Linked DNA regions of Athene noctua: region 2 is linked to region 1. A link is a contact called in public Hi-C data. All regions are on one chromosome and are shown on one strand. The core of a region is the stretch at or near the end of the contact, and the rest is flanking DNA. Distances in the headings are between cores, read along the strand shown.

The links. Hi-C and Micro-C count contacts between places; a contact is called where the count stands out from the background.
Region 2: a Hi-C map of heart shows a contact between it and region 1, with 4 times the contacts expected there. The contact joins the promoter of GPX8 here to the promoter of HSPB3 in region 1. A contact is called at or near these places in 2 of 2 Hi-C or Micro-C datasets (heart and liver).

The regions. Positions count from the first base shown.
Region 1 is chrZ:19,833,193-19,838,657 of bAthNoc1.hap1.1, forward strand. It overlaps HSPB3 (heat shock protein family B (small) member 3), which reads left to right and starts at 2,694. Exons shown (of 2, transcript XM_074932226.1): 1 at 2,694-3,247; 2 at 3,689-5,055. The coding sequence starts at 2,777. The coding sequence ends at 3,226.
Region 2 is chrZ:20,100,534-20,105,998 of bAthNoc1.hap1.1, forward strand. GPX8 (glutathione peroxidase 8 (putative)) reads left to right here and starts at 2,069. Exons shown (of 2, transcript XM_074931949.1): 1 at 2,069-2,300; 2 at 5,434-5,465. The coding sequence starts at 2,094. It overlaps CDC20B (cell division cycle 20B), which reads right to left and starts at 771. Exons shown (of 11, transcript XM_074931558.1): 1 at 763-771. The coding sequence starts at 771.

The sequences.
Region 1 (5,465 bases), core at 1,444-3,943:
GAACGGATCCCATTCCTTTCCTTTAAAAATCTGCAAGAGATAGAGAACACAAATATGTGCGCTCAGTGAAAGAGAGCATGGACTGACAAGTGCAAGGCCGGGATAACTAACTGCCTCACTTCAGCTTTGCAAAGAACGGCTCTGCAATACTTCCCACGGCAGTCGGTGGTTCCCCTCCCGCCCCGGGCTGTGCCGTGGCCTTCGAATGCTCAGAAAAAACAGGAAAGAAAATCCGAGGCACTGAGCTGGTAATTAAGGACATCGATCCTGCTCCTGCCGGATCTGTTCTGAAGTCAACTGTTATTAAAATGCATTGCTTGACTGAAATGTGCTGTATATATTTGAAGAGTATAGCAGCATAGGCATCAAAAGTTACTCAGTATTTACAACACCACGTCTGTATTTAAATCTGAAAACCTGAAAATATATTCTGAATTGCTGAGATGTTCGCATTTCAAGGGTATTTTCTTTTCTTCAGTTGATATATGCTCGCTGTTAGTAACGAAGAGGTAAGAAAGATGGTGCTAATTCCTGATCCCTTTGGTGGCAGAGAGAAGAGGGGGCTGGGACCAAGGAGAGAGCAGGTTGGGAGAGCAGAGTCTAATGGATTCATTACCAAAATCTTTCTGATTTCTCGTCCTGCAGAGTAGAAAGGGATCCTATGAATTTAAAGGGTATTCAAAGCATCTTTCTTGCTAATTAGACCAGGCAGAGAGTTACAAGTGCACTAAACATAGACATTTGAAAGACTAATGCAACTGTTTCTGGGAATAAATATAACTGTCCCACAGTGAGCTGCACTGAGGTGGTGATTTCTGTTTTCATTTACAATGTAAGTATAGGCAAGTTTACCTTTTCCCAGAGAAGGTGGGAATAATTAAAATAAAAAATAAAAAGAATTCAGTATTCCTGCACAGTACATTTATTAATGAAGTGTAAAACTGAAGTAAAGTAAGTCAGGCTATCATCACAGAATTCAGCAGAGACAGTAATAATTTTAAGCGTCTCTAAAAGCATAATATCATAACCAATCAGGCACACTGCTTCACTTCAGGGTTAAAGTTTCCTCATCAAGTGAATCATTGGCTAGCAAAACAAAAACCAGCTGCTTAACAGATAATGGGCAACACTCCAGATTATTTTTATTACTACTTTAGCAAGCTATACATTTGGAATTGCATTTTTAAATGATATCTGGAGGACAGTTTGACAGAAGAAAGACTAATAGCTAAATAAAGTATCATAACTCTCCTTCTCACAATGCTCAATTAAATGGTTGGCCATTAATCTAAGTTATCTTGAACCTTTGATCTATCTTTCAAAATTTCCTTACCTTGCAGTTCGGCCTCCATGAGTTTAAAATAAAATAGCAACCCTAGAACTTTAATTATAGATATATCTGCTAAGCCTGTTCTGCTGTCGACTCAGTGCAGAAGTTCATTTCTGATAGCTGTTGAAATTCAACTGCCTCTGTGAGTCCATTAGCAATCAAATATCCTATATAAACTGACTCGCCATTTTTATAGTAATGGAAGATGTAAGGACAAGAGAGTAACAGAGCTCTGAACAACAGTAGCCAAACAAGAAGGAATAAAAGTATCTCATTTGATTATTTCTAGCATTAGTGCAACTGAGGGAGTTTCCATCATCAGATGCCATAATGCATTCTGCTTTACATTACCAAGCCCAGCTAGAGGGATTTTCTAGCAAATGTACTGAAATTTGGAAATGCTTTTGCCTTTTCACTGCACTTTCCTCTAAGATCTTTTTAACCAAACTATTAACACTTGTAGGTACTATTTGTCCTGAGATCACAGAATAGCAATAAGATTACACCACAGACAGCTTTTGAGGTCATCAGTCTTGCTCCCCAGACACATGTGGTAGATGGGATCATAGATTCAAGCTGTTAAGCCCCCGAAGATGAAGGTTACTGGGACAACGTGATATCATTAAGGATTTGGAGTCGTCTTTACTATTCTGCTGAGGAAAAATAACTCTGCCCTCTCCTGGAAGCTGTGAAACATGATCTTTCCCTATAATTCTCCCTTCACTCTTGAGTCTGACTCCCTGACACACTGGAGAAGGCTCTGCTGTGTTCTAGGTCACTGAGATTGCAGGCTTAGCCCTTCAGGCACCCCCTCTTTGGGCAGAGACATGGTTCCCTCCTCCCACCAGTAACATGGTTAACCATGCCCGTATTTCACCTGTGCGCAACTTCTGCAACAACATTCAGTGCACTTCATAATTTTATAGTTTACCTAACCTGAAATCTGCTCTGTTCCTACTGTCAAGCTAATTTAAATCCCTTCCTCAAGTAACTTTATATTTCAGTTAGAAGAAATACAGTTGGTATCTATTGCCATGTATCCCTTGGCAAAACAGAATCATTAAACTTCTACTTACATCAAAGAGTCACATTATTTGTCTCTCATTATTCATAACTACAAACAGCACAATTTTGCAGTAATCGGATGTGCACTAACATTTTGCTTTTACTGCTTATGCATGAAAGCTGTGCATGTGTTTAAGCCACTCAAGACCCAAGCCCTATAAATAGTGCTCTATTGTTAGTGGATAAAAGATGAAACTAGTCTCCTGGCACTGGAGCACAGCACACCCTATTAAACGCTAAGCTCTGCCTGTGCTAAAAGTGAAAGACGACATCAACTGATAAACTAGTCTGTGGGTAAGGCATATGACTGGGAAGAGTTTGCTCTGACTTTGCAGCTTTCCCAAAGCAACAGGAGCAGCAACTTCTCTTTCTGCCTCAACAATGGCAGAAGCTGTTATAAGACACTGGGTGGAAACTCCTGTACGCTACCAAGAGCAGTTTGCTGTCCAAGAGCTGGAAGCACACAAATTGGACCACTCTTTATACGCTTTGCCAGGCCCTTCCACAGCTACACTGAACAACAGAAGGTGTATCACACAAAGTATAGCTGGCACCAGGAAGAGTGGCCAGGAAGAGGAAAACACACACTTTAAGGTCTTGCTGGATGTTGTGCAGTTCCGCCCCGAAGATATCATTATTCAGACTTTTGAAGGCTGGCTCCTGATCAAAGCTCAGCATGGACCCAGGATGGATGAACACGGTTTCATATCCAGAAGCTTTACCAGACAATACAAGTTACCTAATGGAGTGGAGAACAAAGACTTGTCTGCGCTTTTCTGCCATGATGGCATTTTGGTTGTTGAAATGAAGAACTCGGTGGGAAACAATTAGAACCTTGACCATAGTTTATTGGTGAGATAAAATCATTCTTAATATAACAAAATAATATTATTCAAGTAATAACACTGCAGAGTGTAATAAGCATGTGGCTATATTACAGTAAAGGAAAATATTTGTATATATTTTTCATTATGCTGTTTATTGTTTGATGTGAAATGTTAGACTGCTTGCCTCTAGCTTCACACACGTTGGAAAGCTGGGCTTTTTGAATGGAATAAAATTTAGGTTAGTCACAGCAAGAGAAAAAAATAATCTATTTGACAACATATTGAAGATAAAGCATATTTATGAGTTCAGTAGGAGGAGTTGCATTTCTAGGGAATAAGCATTTGTCATACATAGTCATAATCATTAATGAAGCAACAGACAGGTTGTGAGTCATATAGAAATTTAATTTACATTCTGAAAAAATCTGGTTTTTGTAATTTTTGAGATCAAATTCTTCTTCCTTAGGCTCTGGAGAAGCACATGAACTGAAGGATACTATCAAGAAAAATAAAACCACTATTTCCACAGTTCAAGCTTATTTACAAAAAAAACCTTGTGAGATTGCTTTTTAGAAGTGTGTTGCATGTTTGAAACTATAAGAAAAAAGAATAATCACTGACTACATTTGCTTGAACATACAGTAAGTAGAAATGATAATTTCTGTCAAAGACAAATTAATTTAAAAGAAAACATTAAAAGACATTGAGAAAATAGATTTTGTTTAGCATATTCTGCTATCGATTAGCAACTGAAGAAAAAATGTATTGCTTATGAGTTCTCAAAAGGATCAAATTCTCCTTTGTGAAGTCCTGGTAATAAAAAGGCATTACTCTAGCACAAATGCCTTTATTGTTATGCATTTTAGGTAGTCTTGTTTTTCAATCAGATGAATATTTAATTCTTCATCTTGCTTGACAGTTTAGGCTGAGATCCCATAGCTGCGTCTTCAGGAGCAAATTTTTCTGCCTATATGCATTCTCACACTCCTTGTATGAACATGGGCTCTACATGAGTCTAATTATAAGAGTTCCTTACTACACACACAGGTTTAATTTCTGTCCTAGTGTCTCTCATTTAATGAGAGTGGTAGAGATGAAAAAAATCCACCCACTATATCTAGCATATAGTCTTCTCAACGTTAAAAAAAAATGCTGTTAGTTTGTAAATACTCAAACATTTGAGGAGATCTGCAGCTGCAAGTCGAACTGCCTCCTTTTATGTCTACTGGAGATGAATATGACTGCTGTGCTATGAATAGTAAAGGAATGTGGAATGGAAAGTACCGAGTTAAATACAGACTCTTTATGATACCCATCTGCTGTTTGGACAAACCAAAAACATATTCAAATGAAACTGAATACAAATAAAATTTTAAGAATATGAGAAAAAATCTGATAAACAAAACCCAGGCTCTCACTAGCTCAAACCAGAGAGTTCCCTTAGTTTAAAATGAAAGCCCTAAAGCTTGCAAATCTGCACATTCATTAGAAAGATTCATGTCATGGTCATTTAGACTTGAAGATATTTGAAGCAATTGATTTTAGAAAAGGGGGTAGTCCAATTCTTGCATTTTATTTATTATTTGTGCCAAAACTCACAATGAATTTGTACAATAAATGCAGAATAAGGTCTGGACTGTAAATTTCGATCCTGTGCAATTATTTTATTTTTTGAACAGAGCAGAAGTCAAGAGCCTAATGTTTTCTAACAAAGCAAACCAAATATAAAACATATGTCCCTACATTTCCAGTCAACCCACACTTTCCCTTCATATTGCCTGTGTTTAATCTGTGTATTGGTTTAAGATAATAAATGATCACAGTAGAAAATCAGATCTGGATTTTCAACACTTTTAGGTCAAGAAGCTTCTTCAGACAGGAATCTAATGGAAGATGAAACATGGATTTAAAAAAATTAATTCTAGATACAGGTCTGGATTTAAACTTTACACACCAATTTTATAAAAGCTTACAAGTTTAGACCCATGGTTTCCACATCACCTTATGGCAAAACTGTTGGGATAGAGTTTAGGATCACCAGTTAGTAATCAGCTTTGGTGATTTCTGCTTACAGAGGATTCTGTAAATTCAATCACTTAAAATTATAGGTTTTTATAAAAATTATTCTAGCTATGATTGCAGTGATGGTATTCATAGCCCTCGAGATGAAAAGGCAGTTCTAAAACATAACTGATTAAATAATTTGAAATTACATCATGATTAAACTACTGGAAACTTGGCAA
Region 2 (5,465 bases), core at 819-3,318, 270 kb after region 1:
AATCTCTTTTGATTTCTGAATCTTCTCACCAACACTGTGGCTTGCACATGTTATTTTTAATGTTATCATACACTTTTTAATATATTAAGGTATATTAGAGAAATATTACATTTCTTACTTTCAAATTCATTCATAGAGTAGTGTGTCAGAAAAACAACATAAGAATGTATCAGAATTTGAAATGTAAGAGCCTAAGTAATATTGAAGACAAGATTTTGCTTTTCAGACAGTTTTAAAGCAATGTTTTAGGTGAGATTAACAATAGTAAGGAAGCACAGCAAGTATAATAGGCTTCTAGATCATTACTAGGTACACCAGTAAATACTTCTGATGTATTAAGACTTGTAATTTTTTAATTTCTGAAATAATATTAGATGCAAATTACAAGTGTTGAGACATAACTTAGACACCAGGATCTCGCATGGATTTTCTGAAATCAAACACATTCAAACTTCCTTTTAAAGTCAGCATTAGTCACCTGTGCTTCCCTGCTGAGTACAGCTTTATCCATCTGAGCACAGAAGGCTGTGCCTTTTCTGTCTCCACCACCAAAACACCATGCTCACAGGCCTCACTTCCAGGCAGAGATCAAGCCTCACGTGTCCTCACCACACAGAAGACCCATACAAACACTGAAATGTCACAGTGTTTCCCAAGCATCTCTGTTACATAGAAGTGTGTGAGACTCACTATACAGTCTTGTTAAACAAAAGCCACATGGGACTTCAGCTATATTGAGATTATAGAAATGGTTGAACATACCACTATCATAATGTACAAATCAATGATAGTTGAGGTGATACCAAAATCACTGAAAATCAGACACCCAGACTCCACTTTTCACCTTCAGAAAGTCCCATTCTATTTTCATCCTTGTAGCCTCTAAGTGCAAAAAAATCAGTGTGATAAGAAAAATATTGGAGACAGAAATCACTTTTCAACAGTGGTTTAGACTGGGAGGAGAAGAACATTAGCAGAGACTGACAAGCAACATGGTCTGAAAGGTAAATTATAGCTTAGACAAGCCCAAGAACAGAAATGTGAGCAAGACAAAACAAAACCCTGAAAGCTGAAAGGAAGGGAGGGAATAGCAAATGGACAGAAACAAAGAAGATGAACTGAGCAAGGGAAGACATGAAGGAAGACAGAGAAAATTGTTTTTTCCGTAACTGAGTTCTAACCACTATGTGGTATGTATCTTCAGAAACCAAGAGCTACAGGCAAACATCTTTAAAATATAAAACAAAAAAATAAAGACAAATAAGACACCAGACTTGTGCAACTCTAAAGTTCAGTGTCTTTCACAATAGCCTCAGCAAAACACCTCTGCAGCTGCCTGGCTTATACCTGAGATTTTCAGCTAACTCTGTCTTCTCTCATACAGATCTTCCATCTTCTCATCTCAGACAGCTAGTTGCCAGTTAGCTGGTAGCAATAGAAAAAGCAACCCATTTTCCATCATCAGCCCCTGCTGCCATTACAAAAAAAAGTATTATCTTCCCCTATGCCAGCCTAGAAACAAGTTCTTCTCTGCCCTGTGTGCTGTAAAAGAGTTTTACAAACAAAGTTGCCTGTAGTCCCACACCAACAGGTAACAGGCAGGACTGAGGCTGTGAACACAGTGGTTTCAGCCATACTGCCCTTCCTTCTACCTGAAGAGCTGGTCCCCAGACTGCTTCTCCAAGGTCAGTCTGATAGCAGACTGCTGCTGAACAGCTCTGTCAGGGACAACTGAGAGGCCCAGGGGATGTGCTAGAGCTGTGCTACAGACCCACAAGAGGCCCCAGCAGCTCTCAAGACAGCGTACAGACAAACTGTATCCCACAGTTTGGCAAGTTGAACAGAACACTCAGCATCCTTAGGTGATGGGAACACACATTTCATTATTTTCATTTTTTCCCCACCGGAGAGATTTCTGCAATTTACTCAAGAGCTCTGAAGCCCAACAGATGCATTGTGACATGAAACAGCCACTTCTGCAACAGGGACAAAAATCAGCAGCTTGCTCTTTCAAGTCCGAGCTGTGAGTTTCGTATTTCAGCTCCTCCTTCACATTCCAGGCCTGCCCAGGCTCCTCTCCAAAGATTCCGAAAATGGAGCCTCTCACAACTACTTATCCTCTAAAATACTCAGTGCCGAAAGCCAGGGTCTTTGTTGTCTTTCTGTCAATGGTTTTGTGTACTGCCATTCTCTGCCTGCTGCAACTCAGATTTTTTAAACCTAAAATCAAAGATTTTTATTCTTTTGAAGTCAAGGATTCACGAGGAAGGATCGTTCCCTTGGAGAAGTACAGAGGGAAAGTAAGTTACAACTGCATTTTATCTTTGTCTTGAATCTTTACTGAATAAACGGCTGTCCATTTGTAGGTAAACAAAAAGTTTGTGGGAATTTTTGGCAGAGATTTGTCCTAAATTTCTTCAAACAGTAAGCTGGAGAGACATTTATCGAGGCCTGCTCCAGGAATGACGTATTTGATCTAATAAATCAAGAAATATGCTTTTTTTATATTCCTTATTATAAATCAATATAGCCTAACAATATAATTTGTGCATTTTAATCTTACTTAAGAATGGTAGCATGTTGTGTTGAATTCTGGAAGTTGATCTAATAAATATGATTTTACTGCCTGTCCTAAATACCTGCTTTTTTAACTGCTTATATTTAAACAAAGCCATAAATTGGTTTATCCATTTACTGGATTTTTAAAACGGGTTGTCTGCAAGTAAATATCTTGTGCTGCTATGATCCTTATCTGTTTAATGAAATTATGATCAGACAAACTAAATTTGGCCTTCTGGCAAAATGGGTAGTAGGAAATGCCATTTTAAGACTTAATTGTAATCTGTCACCTCTAGGCTTTTTTCTTACTACTATAACATTATTTCTCTAAAGGCAACTTTGGTTGTAAACGTGGCCAGTTACTGCCAACACACAGACAAAAATTACATCGCACTGCAAGAACTACACAGAGAGTTTGGTCCCTCCCACTTCACTGTGCTGGCTTTTCCCTGCAACCAGTTCGGAGAATCAGAGCCTAGCTCAAGCCAGGAAATAGAATCTTTTGCTAAAGGAAACTATGGAGTAACCTTCCCTGTCTTCCACAAAATCAAGATCCTAGGATCAGAAGCAGAGCCTGCCTTTAAATTTCTAATAGGTAACTGTTTTGTTTTCTCTATCAAGCTGCCTATAATCATGGTGTTCTCCCTAAATTCCAGTCTGAGTTTGTGAGGAAACATCATAGTCTTCACAGTCCACGGAGAGAAAAAGGCACTCAGCATACAATTTATCTTGTTTCAATGTGGACATTAAAAATTTGGTCTTAAGAGTTGTACCCTGAAAGCATCTGTTTCTCCTCCCCAATTATAAAATCAGCCTACTGTGACCTGCCCAGCTAGAAACATCCATTTTGTGGATGTATAAACTTGAGTGTAAAGACTCCAACCTACAAAATCCCATTTCACATTATGTGACTGTTGTTGAAAAACACCTTTACTTATGGATAAAAGTATAACCATGGAGGGTTGTATAATTACTGGAAGATTTTACACAAACACATGCAGATGAGAAGATTCCTTTTTTAGTACAGTCATATGACCACCTTTATGTAAACCGTATTGTAAAGCAGGATCATATATACACCATAGTTTATATATAATCACTGATTTGCATTAATTTGACTTGTGAACTTCAGGCCCAGCCTGCAAAACCCACTTGCACAAATACTGCTGTTACAGTAAGCATTTACTGACTTACTGCCCCATACTCTCACAAGCAAAATGAAACTCTTCAGCTGACCAAAGAGCTCACAGACCCAAAGGTAATTTGAAAAGCCTCTCCGAATTTTGCAGAGCTTTGGCCAGGTCTTTGACCCATACTAAACACTGATATATGAAAGACAGAATATTTAGAACATAACCCTTCTCTATCACATCATTTTAACTAGCAAATAAGGTAGAAGGCCTGAACTTGTATTCCATCTCCCTGCCCCATGACAGAATTACTGTAGTCATATGAGAGATTCCAAAACCTCACTCTACTCCAGTTCTTCACTGCCCCTCTTGTCAGAAAGCTATTTCAACATCTAAATGAAATCTTTCTTACATCACTTAAGTCTGTTGCTTCTTGCCATATCCTCTATGATAACTCTCATACTTGAAAATTATTATGATTTAGGAGCTATTTAAGTGGTCACCATTGTCACTGTAACTGTCTTCCTACCTCCCCTTTGGCATGCCACCAAAGATGTCAGGTAAAGCCTCACTGCTCTGAGCTTCCTCATGTCCAGTGAAATTGAATGCACTCTGGAGGTGACTCTCAGTTCATTATAGAGGAGACTAGAGCACACAGGTAGCAGCTGGGTGGGATAAATCTAGATTCTAACTACTAGTGCAACCAGTATCAGACATTAATACCTATACAGAAGCAGAACAGCCATATTCACTCAGTTCTTATTTGTCATACTGTTCACCCACAAGGAGAAAGATGCTCTGGTACTTAAATATTTTGAAACAAGGTCTGTCTTTTCTTGCATTCTTCTGCTTCACATGAAATTACTGTGCAACAAATTAAAGCAGCACCTGTTTTCTTCACATAGCTGTCTTGACAATCAGAAGGTTGAACACCCTCATTCTACAGCCCCTTGTAACTGTGACTGATAGCTACAATTTGTTCAGCACTGTTAGCTAGTCTGGAGCAAAAAGAATCCACCAGTAGCACAAACATGATGCCAAGGCCTTTACACAACTGTTCCTTGTTCATAGCAATAAGGCATTTTGTTGGACCAGTTCAAGGTTTGTGCCCTCACCTTTCCTCAGATAATGTCCAGCTTCCTATGTGTTTGCACTTTGCACGAGTTACTCATATGCACTGATGAACACTAGAATAATATTCAGAGATGGGGTTATCTAGGACTGATCCTAGATACAACAACTCAAAGACATAACTACTATCTGGGCCAGAGCCTCCATGACATGAGCTTTACCATACCCATTTGCTTGCCATGGTGTCTGTCCCCTTAAAGTCATGACATTACAAGTGTAGTCCAATGGCAAAATTCAACCTGTTGTTTCTAAGAATCAGTGTAGGGTTCAGCACTGCTCCCCAGTCAAAATTTCCTGGAGTTTTCTTCTAGTTCTTCTCTCAAAAAGAGATTTCCCTCTAAACCTGTAAGACTCTCCATGGGCAAAGCCAGAGTCAACATGTGCAGCCCTCACATCCTCCTCCCTAGGAAGCAGGGTGTTGTAAAAGTAGGAACTCTTGAACAGTTTCACTTAATCACATTACAGATCATTAATACCAACCAGTAAATACATGTGCAGACTACTAGCAAAGAACAAGGTGGGATTACTTCAACATAAATAGTTAAAGAATCACTGAAGGGTAATGATGCAGTTACAAGGATGTCACTAAAATGATCTGATGCCATTCTTACAGATTCATCAAAGAAAGAGCCTCGATGGAATTTC